Regions from separate parts of the Mus musculus genome. Here region 2 is linked to region 1. Evidence: chromatin contacts called from public promoter capture Hi-C data. All regions are on one chromosome and are shown on one strand. Each heading gives the region's core, a stretch centred on a gene start, on an enhancer-like site or on the middle of the called end of the contact. The rest is flanking DNA. Distances are from core to core; before and after follow the strand shown. Region 1 holds the start of Ubl5 (ubiquitin-like 5). Region 2 holds the start of Ecsit (ECSIT signalling integrator).

Region 1 (6,736 bases), core at 420-2,919:
CCTTCCTAGCATTCAAGAAACCTAAATTGCATTCCCAGTAGCACAGGAACCACACATGGGGCCCACGCTGCTAATCCCAATATTTAGAAGGTCGAGGTAGGTATCAAGCTCAGCCTCGGCTTCATAGGAAGCTGAAGTCAGCCTGGCCTAGAGGCCCTGTCTCAAAACAACCCCCTCAGCCCCCCAAGAAGCAACACCAACGAAAATCCAGAAAAATAAAAGCCTCAAGAAACTATCAAAAATAAATAAATAAAACAAACAGCAAACAAACACTAGAAAGCAAAATAAAGCAACCCCCACCCCCATGTCCCAGGGCAGGGGGTGGCTCTCCCCGCACCGCTCCCGGGTCCCGCATACCGTGTAGAGCGTCAGGTCGACGTGTCGCCATAGCCACCGGTCATCCACTAGCCTCTTCCAGCGGTGACAGACCCTGGAGGAGTGGACCGGCCGTTAGAACGACCCCGGCCCGCTAGGACCGGATCCGCATCTCCTGCCGAGCCCATGCCCGGCTCTTTCCCCCGAGGAGCGGGGCGGCACCTGGAGATGCGGATCCGGTCCCGGACAGGGAGGTAAGAGAAGATCTCCAAGAGCACCAAGTCTGGGAGGTCAAACAGAGTCGCCATGGTCCAGCTGTCGCACGCTTCCGTTTCCGGTGGCGGCGAGGCCGCGTTCCCTGGACAGCGCTGGGGTGGTCGGACTGGCCAAACCGGCGCGACTTTCAGAGGCCCGCCGAGAATCCCTACTTTTCTAGGAAAGTGCCCGAGGCCCCGGGACTGGACAGGCGCGGGCTGACGACCGTTTAGAGGTCAAGACTAGAGACTGACTAGGCCTGACTGGCTTGGCTAGCGGATGGAACTGGAAATAGGAAAACCTGGATGTGGCTTGGGAGAGGAGGGGGCACGAGGCGTGGCCAGGGCCAAGAGGAAGACGAACAGCAAACCCAGAAGGCTGGAGGTGACGAGTGCCTCGGGGGCGTGGCCATAAGGTGGAGCTAAGTATAAGCAGCAAACCCAAAAGGGGTCCGCAGACAACCCAGAAGGCGTGACTCTAGGAAAACCTGGATGTGGCTTGGTGGAGGAGGGGGCACGAGGCGTGGCCAGGGCCAAGAGGAAGGCTAACAGCAAATCCAGAAGGCTGAAGGTGAAGAATGCCTCGGGGGCGTGGCCATGAGGTGGAGCTAAGTATAAGCAGCAAACCCAAATGGGGTCAGCAGACAACCCAGAAGGCGTGACTCTGGCGAGGAGGGGGCTCAGGGCGTAGTCATAGCCGGGAGACGTGGCGAGCAGAGGCAGGTAGACCCCACGCAAGCTGGGATGAAGAAAGCAACACGCCTAGAAAGCGTGGCTCCGACGGGCGGGGAGTGGTCCTGAGGCGTGGCCAAGGGGCCCAGGGGCCAGGAGGCCCGGGGGCCCGGGGGCCCGGGGGCCTGGAGGCCAGTCAGAGGAAAAGCAGCAAACTCCCAAAGTGGGACTCTGGGAGAGAGGATAAAAGACAGAGACGAAGGGCAGCAGGCGTTGCAAACAAGGCCAAAGTACTAGCATTTGAAAAAGCGCCGCCGAGTGGAAGGGTGTGGCCAGCGGCAGAGGAGCTGATTGGAGGCCGTCCACAACAATGGGAAGGCGTGGCTTCAGTAGGAAGAGACAAGGGGCGCGTCTAGAGCTAAGCGACTAGTGGCGTGCGGAGGTTTGGCTTGTGCTGGAAAAGGCTTAGGGTTACTGCCAAGGCAGAGATCAGCCTGCGACCAGACCGTATGTATACCCAGGAGGCATGACTTGAGCAGGGAAAAGTTAACAGAGCAACAAACCCAGAAACCATGACTTGTGTGGGAAGGGGCTCAAGGACTAGGGATCCTAATTGCGCCTGAAGACTAAACTTGTAAAACCTAGCTTAGGCGGAACAAGGTCCGATATAGGGGATGGAATCAAGTTTGGAATGGCTGGGCGACAAAGGGACAGGCTGGGAGACTTATGACTGGAAGAATGGATAAGAGCAGCGACGGGGGCCCTAAAAGCATCGCTGGAGACAGAAACAAGAGCTAAACCAGGAACTGGGTGTGCAGCTCAGTGGGAGAGCCTTTGGCTGGTAAGCATGCTTAGCAGGCCCTAGGTTCGACCTCCAACACTAAAACAAATACCAAAACAAAACAAGAAAAACAAACCCCACCACTTTTCTTGTATGTATGCCAAGAGACTTAAAGCCTGAGAAGTTTTTTTTCGAGACGGAAACGAATCCGGTAAAGCCTGAGAAGTCTTTTCAGGACGGAAACGAGGCATTGGGGAGACTGGAACATATCTAAGCACTAAAGACACAGAACAGGACTTCATTCGAAACTGAAAGGTGTGACTGGGATGGGAGTGAGGGGCCAGCAGGACGGCCAAGCCAGGGAGGCGTGGCCACAGCCGCAATAGAAAGCAAGAATAATGCCTTTTGCTGCCTACGCATAAGGATTAAATTTTGTATAAGTCGTATTAGGTAAGCACAAGGCGCTGGGTAAGACTTTTCTTTTTCTTGAGTCAATATATGCTTACCTTGCTAAGAATCCTGTCTGCTAAGAAGAAATCGCTCAATAGAGGCAAAACTGGTTGAATTTAAGAAGGGATTCCTCTCCCACCAGCTCTCGCGATTCTTTAATCTGGAACAAGATTAAAGAATCAAAGCAAAAGCTCTTTCCCCGTATGCTATTTCCAACATCTTCGCAGGCAGGACACGGACACGCGGAGTGGTACGCAACATGCATGGCCTCTCAACCAGGATCCGACTTAGTTTTCATCAACTGCAGCCTGCACCCCTGGAGTCTCTGAAACGGTCACTACGACCAGGGGCGGGGAAGCAAGCACAGGGTTTGAGGCTGAGCTTTGAATGAAAGCAGAAAGCCACAGGCCCTGCATGACTCCATTTCGGCACACCTGCAGCCGGGATTCCGCGGTAGGAGGATTGTCTGGCTTGGGAGTAGTCGAGCACCCCGCCGCTGAGATCCTTTAGGTTTCTTCCATGATGAAGGAATCTCCAACACCAGTTCCAACGTCCGCTGTAAATCCATTCTTAGCAAGTCCCAGCTCATCCACACTGCGCAACAGAATCGCAAATCCTAGCCCGGAACCCGGAAGCACCTAAGGGCCGGTGGTTCCGTTATATCACTTCCGCTTCCTGTTTGCAGGCTTAACTCCGGCCGGGGTTCCTCGCTCGAGCTACGAGTTGTGTCGTCGATAGGTTCGAGGATATTGGAGGTGAGAAGGCTAAAATGAGAGGCCCGAGATCACGGGAAGCTGCCAAGACTTGGGAACCTAGGGGTTGCGGGAGGCAAAGCCGGGTGAGTCTGGGGCCCGGACTGCCGCAGTTAAGGGGCGGAGTCGCGACTGTCTGTAGTCCGGGCAATTGAAACTGTAGACTGGGGCTGCAGGGGATTGCATCTGGTGTTAGGGGAACTGTGACCAGAGAGCTCAACCTAGGAAGGGGCTTTAGGAACCTGGGCGACCCCGAAAGGCCTGACTCTGTTGCTTTTCATCCCTCCCTCCACCTGGTGTAGCTCCAGCCACAATGATTGAGGTGGTTTGCAACGACCGTCTCGGAAAGAAAGTCCGCGTTAAGTGCAAGTATCCACCGAGGGGTGACTGGCAGTGGCTCTGGGGCAGATGGTGGTGTTGGATGGTTTCAGTTAAATGACGCTTATGGGGAGGCCTGATTACGTCTTCCTCGGTCTACCTCTTCCTTTCATTTACCTTAACTCCTTCGTGCCCAGCACCGATGACACCATCGGCGACTTGAAGAAACTGATAGCTGCTCAAACTGGCACCCGCTGGAACAAGATCGTTCTTAAAAAGTGGTAAGTAAGTGCAGTATTAGGCTAGAAGGTTTCGGTTGGGGTGAGCACCTCAGGCAACCCCGAAGAGTACGCAGCTTGTTTTCAGAACAAAAGACACCCCACCCCTTATCAGCTTCTCTCTGAATCCCTTAGGTACACGATTTTTAAGGACCACGTGTCTCTGGGAGATTGTATCCTTTTCCTGAAGTTCATGAAAGAAGCCATGTATTTATTTATTTATTTATTTATTTATTTATTTATTGGTTTTTCGAGACAGGCTTTCTCTGTATAGCCCTGGCTGTCCTGGAACTCACTTTGTAGACCAGGCTGGCCTAGAACTCAGAAATCTGCCTGCCTCTGCCTCCCAAGTGCTGGGATTAAAGGCGTGCGCCACCACGCCCGGCAAGAAGCCATGTATTTATCTCGAGTTCTGGTTCTATACTGAAACCTGTACAGAAATTAAGCAAGAGGAATATTTAACTTAGAATGTACCCTGTTGTGACTACTGAGAAAATGGAAACTGTGGAATTATTTTGTTGGTGAACAGGGTGGTTGGTGAAATAGTTTAACTTGGCTTGGAAGGATTTTGATATTCAAGTTCAAAATATTAATTACTTAACGCCAACCTGACTGTTGGACAGAAGGTGAAGGTGGCATATGACTGTAGTTGAGGACAATATATATATATTTTTTTAATTTGAGGAGGGAGGGTCTGGATCTTTTGTCTGCAGTTATGTGTGCACCACATGCATGCCTGCTGCTGACAGAGACCAGGAGAAAGCTTCCAATTCCCTGGAGCCACCACGTGAGTCCTGGGACATAAAGCCAGGTCTCTGGAAGAACAGTCCCAAGTACTCTTCACCTGCTGAGCTATCGCCAACCTGAGGATGAGCATTTAAGAAAATGTATTGTTGTGTGTGTGTGTGTGTGTGTGTGTGTGTGATGGGGTGGAGGGCACTTGAGGACAAACAAACAACTTTGCCTTTTCGGCAGTCTTAAGCTCCACTGAATATTATTTATAGTTTGAGTTCTTAGATCAGAGCGTCCATTCCTTTATCCAGGGTGGATGTTGAGCTACAGGATCCAGCTGTGAGCAGATGGAAGGTAGTCATCTCTCCGTCAAAGTTCCTTAACACGTGTCCTTCAGATGAAATCCACGATGGGATGAACCTGGAGCTTTATTACCAGTAGAGGGGGATTCCTTCTCCTCCTCGCCCTGCTCTGCCCTGCCCTCCTCTCCCATCCTCATCTGACACTGGTGTAGATGGTCATTTTTAACAGTTCACATGAATAAAAACTTGGCTGCTGCTTTGCTGCTGTCATACTTGTGTGAGAGTTGTGTGTGAGGGCAGAGCTGCTGTCTAGTAGTTAGGGGGTACTGCTACTTGAGGGGAAGATTGACTGGAAGCTGGGCCTGGTTGGTGATGCACACCTGGCATCTCAACACTTGGAAAATTTTTTGTCTTGAAAGTCCTGTGTAGACCAGGTTATGAACTGGCTGTGTACCACAATGACCGTGACTCCTGCCTCCACTACAAGTGCTGAGATTGAAAAGGTCTCAGTTTTGCTTTTAAGGAATTGCCAGGAGCTGTGGATGCCTCATGGATTTCATCTACCCTCCATAGTATGGCCCAAGTTTGGAAATGGAAAGGAAGGCTGTCTGTTACGTGTAGCCCTAGACAAATACTAGAGGATGGGTAATTTGTGAAGAATGGTTTGGTTTTGGTTTTGGTTTTTTGAGACAGGGTTTCTCTATGTAGCCCTGGCTGTCCTGGAACTCACTTTGTAGACCAGGCTGTCCTGGAACTCAGAAATCCGTCTGCCTCTGCCTCCCGAGTGCTGGGATTAAAGGCGTGCACCACCACGCCCGGCGAAGAATGTTTTTTTGTTTTAGTGGAGAGATGGGCAGACTGCTTGCCCTACAAGCAGGAGGACCTGAGTTTGCTCCCTGAACCCACGTGAAAATGCTGGATGTGCAGGTGTACGCTTAACCTCACCACTGGACAGCTCTCTGGCCTCACTCGCTATAGTTATTCTGGCTTGTTTGAAAAGTAGTGAAGTACTAAAATTACTTTTACTGGCTATTTTGTTACAGCAGTCAGAAATGTAACACAATGGGTGACATAGTGAGATCCAAACAGGATTTATTAGAGCCCCTTCCAGGTTTTGGTCCAACTGTTCCAACAATGGCTGTCTCTCAGTGGCAAGTCCAAGATTCAGTCCATAGGCTGGATACCAAAGTCTCTCATCTAATCTAGGAATTGTGTGAAGAAACCATCTCCTAGGCAATTCTCAGCCATTGCAAGATATTCCTGGATTCTTGAACTAAGGTCATGCAAAGGCTCTGAAATTCCCATGGGAAGAACAACCCCATAAATTTCAGATAACAATCACTGAATATTAACAAAAGATTACTTCAAGGCCTTAGTGTCAATCACTCCAAAATAAATGCCAGGTATAATGGCTCTTCTAAAATTCCCATTTCAAAAAACCTCAGGTTTAGGGTGGTCTTCCTACCTTAAATGATTCGGAGGAGAAACCATCCCTTGCAGGTGTGCTCAGCTTGCTTGGCTTTTAGTTAATTCTAGATGTAGTCAACTTGACAACCAAGAACAGCCATTACACCCATGTATAAAAATAAGTACATATTTACATATATACTACTTAGATTTAAATTTTTCCTTATGTGCATGTGTTTATGGGGAGGGGCAGACATCCGTGTACCACAGTGCACATGTGAAAGTTAAGGGACAACTTAACAGGAGCCAGTTCTCCCCTGCTACTTTGAAGGTCCTAAGGTTGGAACTCGGGCCATCAGGCTTGGCAGCAACACTCTTACCCAAGGAACTACCTCATTGGCTCTGTAAGTACTGTTGGCACGGTACTCTTGTGGGTTTTTCTTTCCAAGGCTGAGCTCAAACCCAGAGCCTCGCA
Region 2 (6,565 bases), core at 772-3,271, 1.4 Mb after region 1:
CCCAAACTCCATTCAGGGAACACCAACTGACAGCACTTTTGTTTACAGTGCTTCTCTGGAGGTAGCCAGTAGCACCAGTGCTTACTCCAGCCACAACGTAGGAACCATCCAGCATTCACTGTGTCCCTATTCAATCCATCCGAGTTCTGAAGATGGCTTCCAAATCTATCCCTCTTGCAGGTCACCACAGCAGTCCGTGGTCTACTCTCCTGCATACGTTTTTGCCCTCTCTCTTCTGCCCTCCCAGTTACTTCCTTCCATTGCAAAGGAAAGCTTTTAACAACAGGAGCTAGGTGAGCTTGAAATGTGGCTCCATTGGTAAAAATGCTTGCCCTGAAAGTATGAGGACCAGGGCTTGAGCCCTACATACAAAGCGGCTTGCAATCTGAGCAGTCGGAGGAAGCAAAAAAGGGCAGGTCCCCGAGCTCGCTGCTAGCCAGCCTAGTCAGTGAGCTACATGTCCCACTGAAAGATCTGTCTCAGAGCACACGGTGGACAGCTCCTGAGGGACAACATCCAAGGTTGACATTTGTCCTTTGTACACGTGAACACATACTAACATACATCCCTGTACCCACATATGAACACATAAGATTGCTGGGTGGGATAGCACATACCTGTAATCTCAGCACTTGGGAGACCCCGGCTGGCAGACCTCTGAGTTTGAGGTGAGACGATCTATATAGGCATAGCAAGTTCCAGACCAGCCAGGACTACATAGGCAGGAAGATGGCCTCCAGAATCAAACCAGCTGGTGATAATTAGTAAGTCCCATGTCAGTCTGAGCTACAGTAAGGTCCTGTCTAAAATTTAAATAAATAAGAGTGGGGAGAGGAAATTTAGCTGAGAAAGGAACTTGCTGTTGGAACAAACAAAGCAAACCTAATGACCTGAGTTTAAACCCTGGAACCAACATAAGGTGTATGGATAAAACTCCAGAGCTGTCCTCTGACCTCCACCATGCACCAGTGCACATGTGCCCCACCTCCATACCATGGCTAAAATAAAAACTTCAAAGTAAATACACATCGGATGGAGTCCACCTGCTGTACCTCCCCTCTCTCTCATAACTCCAGCCACACTGTTTTGGTCTGATGCACCTCAGGCACGGGCTTTGAACTTTTTTTTTTTTTTTTTTTTTTTTGGTTTTTGAGACAGGGTTTCTCTGGCTGTCCTGGAACTCACTCTGTAGACCAGGCTGGCCTCGAACTCAGAAATCCGCCTGCCTCTGCCTCCCGAGTGCTGGGATTAAAGGCGTGTACCACCACGATTCTTTTACCCTCTGCCTACTACTTACTGTCTTGGTATATGCCTGTAATCCAGCACTCAGAAGGCTGGAGCAGGAGGATGTTCATGATGAATTCAAGGCCAACTTGGGGTACATAAAGAATCTTGTCGCAGGGAAAAACACATTGCTTGCAACAATCACTGTTTTGAATTATCTGTTATGTTTGTGGTTTGCTCAATTAGGAAATACTTTTTAAAATCTGTTTTTCTCATCTGATTTCTGTTTAAAATCTGGTTGTGTCTCCACTAGCTGGGCCAGTGCATGGTACATGGTAACTGCCCAACACCGACCAACGGAGTGGAACTAAGCAAGTTTCTACAAAACAGAGAGAAATCTGAACAGCCAGGTCGCGTGTGTGTATGCGTGTGGGCTGGCACGATTCCGGGTCTCTAAGAGGTCTCATTGGAAGGTTCCAATGCCTGCGTCACAGACAAGATGTGTGGCCCAAGTCCGCGGTCCCATCTGTGAAACGGACCGCCTGCAGCAAGAGGTGCCCAGCAACCTTTCCAGGCACGTTCCCAAGCCTGCACCCCAAAAGGTCACAGTGTCCCGACTCTGAGGCCGAGTTGAAGGTCATCCTCCCCGGCTCTACCAGGCCTGGAAGTGGACGCCCCGAATCCCAGACAGTCCCATAAACCTCCCACGCGCGACCCACCTACTCACGTGGCCAGCCGCAGACCCGAGCCGGCTCTGTGGGACCGCTGGACGCTGTCATGTTGAGCCACGGAGCTTCCGGTTACGAGTCGAAGGTGACAGCAAATCAGAAGAGCCTGTGACGATAGGTCCCGCCCTCAGGAAGAGATCCACCAATAGGAAGGGGGGAGACGCTGGTTTCTCCTCAGGAGCAGGCCCTGCCCCTCACTGAGCTCCAGAAGCCTGGAGACTTTGGATACCAGTACGGAGGCGCTGGAGCGGGTTCCCCGGCGTCCGTCCGGTCCAACTTTCTCCGCGGTGTGGTAAATTATTATTATTGTTACGGACTGGAAGCACCACATCCGGTTCGGAGCCCAGGGCGGCTTGCGTGCTAAGCAAGCACTCTACTGCTGTCAACTAAGCCGCAGCCCCAGTCCCGGAATGCATTTTTTTACTAAAGAGGTTTTTTCAGTTTGGTTGGTTGAGTTGTTTGAGTCAGGGTCTTGCAGTGGTGCTCAGCCTGTTCTCAAAACCCTGGATTCAAGAGATCCTCGGGGTTCAGCCTCCCGAATAGCTGGAACCTCAGCTGGGCAACACTGCCAACAGCTTTAACAGAATGTCAAGCTGTGTTTATTTTTACTGTGTGTTATGTGTGTAAGTCTATGTGAGCATGTTCGTGTGGGAGTCAGAGGGCAGCTTGGGGGATGTTCTTTCCATGTGGGTACTGGGGATGAAACCTGGGTCATCAGGCTTGGCTGCGAGCACTTTTAACGCCCTTTAATAAAAATGTTTGAAGTTTGAATTCATCTATGTGAAATGGCCATATAAGTACAACAAGGGCTACTGTGAAAAAGGACATGCATTCCTGACCCCCCTCTCTCCCTCCCCAACAGGGAGTCTAGATTGACTCTTTAGCCCACCCACACTGAGGGCTGCGAGGCCTATGGAGTGCATGTCTAGATGACTGGATCGCCGGGGAATTGTACGCATGTATAGAGGAGAGGGATTTTATACATGTATAAAATGATTGAATATAGGCTTTTATTGTTTTAAGTGCATTTTTAAACATTGTTGTATTTTGGGTGGCACATGTGGTGATAATTTACTAGAATCTATCCTTTGAGTCCCAGGGATTGAACTTGGGCCATCAGACTTGGCAGCACTTTACCCACAGAGCTGACCTGTCAACCCCATAAGTAATTATTTTTATTTATTTATTTATTTATTTATTTATTTTGTTTGTTTGTTTTTTCGAGACAGGGTTTCTCTGTATAGCCCTGCTGGCTGTCCTGGAACTCACTTTGTAGACCAGGGTGGCCTCGAACTCAGAAATCCGCCTGCCTCTGCCTCCCAAGTACTGGGATTAAAGGCGTGTGCCATCACCGCCCGGCAGTAATTATTTTTAAAACAAGGTCTTGTGTAGCCCAGACTAGCTTTGAGCTTGTGTGTAGCTGAATTTGATTTTGATCTGATCTTCCTGCCTCTCTTGTCCTGGGATTACGAGCCTGTACCACCATGCATTGTCTCTGTAGTGCCAGGGATACAGTCCAGAGCCTCTTACATTGTAGGCAGGTTCTCTACCAACTGAGGTGTAGCCCCAGTCCTTTTCTTTCGTCTAGACAGGGTCTTACTGTGCTGCTTGGCCTGGCTGACCTGGACCTCTTTATATAGACCTAGCTAGCCTTTGTTTATGGCTCTAGTTGGCAGTGTAAACCTGGGAGAGTGGAGCCTCAAAATGAGGCTGACTAAAGTCTCATGCTACAGCACATCAGGCAAGTTATACTCTGGGCATTAAGAAGCATCGCATGGGTAAGGTGTTCAATTGTAAGGGCACACGTGGCAAAAACATGTTTTCCCATAGAGGTAACATGAATAACAACAGCTGAAGCAAATGTACTGCTGTTCACTACCCCCTGGGGGAGTAGCACAGAAGCACATCCAAGAACAGTTCTGTGTTGTGAAAAAACTGAAGTCACAAGAGTCATGTCTGGTTTTCTTAAGAGCACCCAGAATTCTCACACAACTCCATCCTTGGACTGTGTTCCCACAGGCCTTGATTTCATGGAGATCTGCAGTGTAGTGTGTGCTGCTGCAGGAAGTGCTGCTCTAGACTTGGCCATAGATAAGCATCTTGTGCCACTGTGCTTGGCCACTACATTAACTATTTTTAGGTTATTAGGATACTAGCTGTATTAGTCAGGGTTCTCTAGAGTCTCAGAACTTATGTATGGGTAGTCTCTGTATAGTAAAGGAATTTGTTGATGACTTACAGTCTGCAGTCCAACTCCCAACAATGGTCTGCAGCAGCTGTAAATGGAAGTCCAAGGATCTAGCAGTTGCTCAGTCCCACAAGGCAAGCAGGCAAAGAAGATAGAGAGTAAATCTTCCTTCTTCCAATGTCCTTAAGTAGGTCTCCAGCAGAAGATGTAGCCCAGATTAAAGGTGTGTGCCATCACACACACACACACACACACACACACACACACACACACACACATGCACACATGACCTTGAACTCAGAGATCCCCTGTCTTAATCTTCTGGAATTCATAGCCACTATGCTTCAAGATCTCCCTGCCAAGATCCAGGTCAGAAACTTTTAACTCCCAGCCTCCAGATTAGGATCACAGGAGAGCCTTCCGATTCTAGATTGTAGTTCATTCCAGATATAGTCAAGTGGACAACCAGGAATAACCACTACACTAGCTATTTTTAGGATTACTATTATTATGTAGTCCAGGTTAGCCTCAAACTGGATCTGTAGCTAAGAAAAGGAAGAAGATGGGAAAGGAAAGTGAGCAAGCCCAGCACGCGCCTGGCATCCTAGAACTGGAGAGGTGGCGGTGGGAGAATCAGCAGTTCACACTCAGCCTGGACATGGTGGAGCCTGGGCTAGATGAGACCCTGACTCCACAAAAAGGACAGACTTTAACCCAGGTGTGACTTACGAGGTGATGCCACTGAGGGCTGATTGGGATACATGGAGTCATCAGAATGGGGACCAGTTATTGAGACCTGATGGCTTCATATAGAGAAGAGGCAGAGGCAAGCACACCTCTTAGAGCTGGAGACTAGCCTAGTTCACCTAGCCTTTCCTAGTCCAGCTAGAGCTACATAATAAGAAACCCTGTCTCAAAAGGTGTGTGTGTCAGGAGGACCCAGAGGACGTGTTCCCACTCCCCGTCTCTTGGCATGCAATGCTTTGCACTTACTGTGCACTCTGCCAGCAAGAAGGCATCACTCAGTGTTGAGCCTTTGAACCTCCAGAACATATGTTAAACTGAATGAATCCTTTTTTATAAAGCTACCCAGTCTTGGGCATTTCACTATAGCAACAGGAAACAGATTAAAGCACCCAGACAAGGCAGAGGGAGATCTAGGGCCTTGATTTGTCTCTGCCAACCCCTTACTGCCTAGTTAAGGCTGTCCAGTGAGAGATGATGTGCATGCTACTGACCTTTCTATGACCTTTTCTATGGCTTCTGCCTTAGTTACTTACTGTAAAAGTAGGGTGCTCTAGCTGGGCAGACCAGGGGTCAGCTCAGGGGACCAGTTACACTGCTACGACTTTCTCTTTGCCTTTGATGGTTAATTGTTTTTGGTTTTTGGTTTTTTGTTTGTTTGTTTTTTAAAGATTTATTTATTTTATTTTATGTGAGTACACTGTAGCTGTCTTTAGACACTCCAGAAGAGGACATCAGATCTCATTATGGATGGTTGTGAGCCACCATGTGGTTGCTGGGATTTGAACTCAGGACCTTCAGAAGAGCAGTCAGTGCTCTTAACCACTGAGCCATCTCCCCAGCCCCTAAATGTGTAGCCCAGGCTGGCCTCGAACTCATGATCCTCCTGCCTCTGCCTCCTTCAGCAAATCCTACTGGCATGTGCCACCACAACCAGCGGTTAATTTTTAAAAAGATTTATTATTATTATTATTATTATTATTATTATTATTATTATTATTATTATTGACTATGAATCCCTGACTAGCCTGGAACTTGCTATGTAGACTAGACTGGCCTTGAACTCACTGAGATTCACCTGCTTCTTCCTCCCAAGTACTTGGATTAAAGGCCTGGGCTACCATGCTCAGATAGTTTGATTATTTTTATGTGTGTGTGTGTGCGCGCGCGCGCGCACTTGTGTACAATGCCTGTAAAGGCCAGAAGAGGGCATTGAGTCTGAAACTGGAGTCACAGGCAGTTGTGAGCTGCCTGCCACATGGGTGCTGGGAACTAAACTTGCTCTTGCTGGCTTTGAAGGCACATGTGACACTTAAGTGCAAGCAAAACACTCATGCACATAAAACTTTAAAAAGAATAAAGTCTTTAAAATGAAAAGGTACCGTGGGGCTTAATGTGTAGTTCAGTGGTAGAGTGCTTAATCAGCATGCATAAAAGTCCCGAGGTTCAGTTCTCATGCCAGCCCCAGAGCAGTGAGGTAGTGGTGTGACCCATGTCAGTGCGTTTGCAACCCCAGAGCTGCCTTGGATTCCTGGGACTCGCGGGGGAAGGGAGAACAGATTCCCACATGTTTTCCTTTGCTCTTTTTGTATGTGTTTTAGCTTGTGCTTGGATGCACTCACACAAGTATATGAATGTAATAAACATTTAAAAACAAACAGGGCTGAGGAATGCAGCCCCA

What was found. Promoter capture Hi-C pulls out the DNA fragments that hold promoters and counts their contacts.
Region 2: a promoter capture Hi-C map of liver shows a contact between it and region 1, with 4 times the contacts expected there. The contact joins the promoter of Ecsit here to the promoter of Ubl5 in region 1. A contact is called at or near these places in 1 of 39 promoter capture datasets (liver), 1 of 484 Hi-C or Micro-C datasets (B cells) and 2 of 9 other capture datasets (adipose tissue and liver).

What each region holds. Positions count from the first base shown.
Region 1 is chr9:20,641,667-20,648,402 of GRCm38.p6, forward strand. Ubl5 (ubiquitin-like 5) reads left to right here and starts at 1,670. Exons shown (of 5, transcript NM_025401.4): 1 at 1,670-3,227; 2 at 3,527-3,593; 3 at 3,740-3,823; 4 at 3,956-3,993; 5 at 4,950-5,126. The coding sequence starts at 3,538. The coding sequence ends at 4,993. Fbxl12 (F-box and leucine-rich repeat protein 12) reads right to left here and starts at 1,140. Exons shown (of 3, transcript NM_013911.3): 1 at 538-1,140; 2 at 358-430. The coding sequence starts at 623.
Region 2 is chr9:22,083,406-22,089,970 of GRCm38.p6, forward strand. It overlaps Ecsit (ECSIT signalling integrator), which reads right to left and starts at 2,022. Exons shown (of 9, transcript NM_001253897.1): 1 at 1,952-2,022; 2 at 618-803. Gm16845 (predicted gene, 16845) reads left to right here. Exons shown (of 3, transcript NR_040407.1): 3 at 1,538-2,726.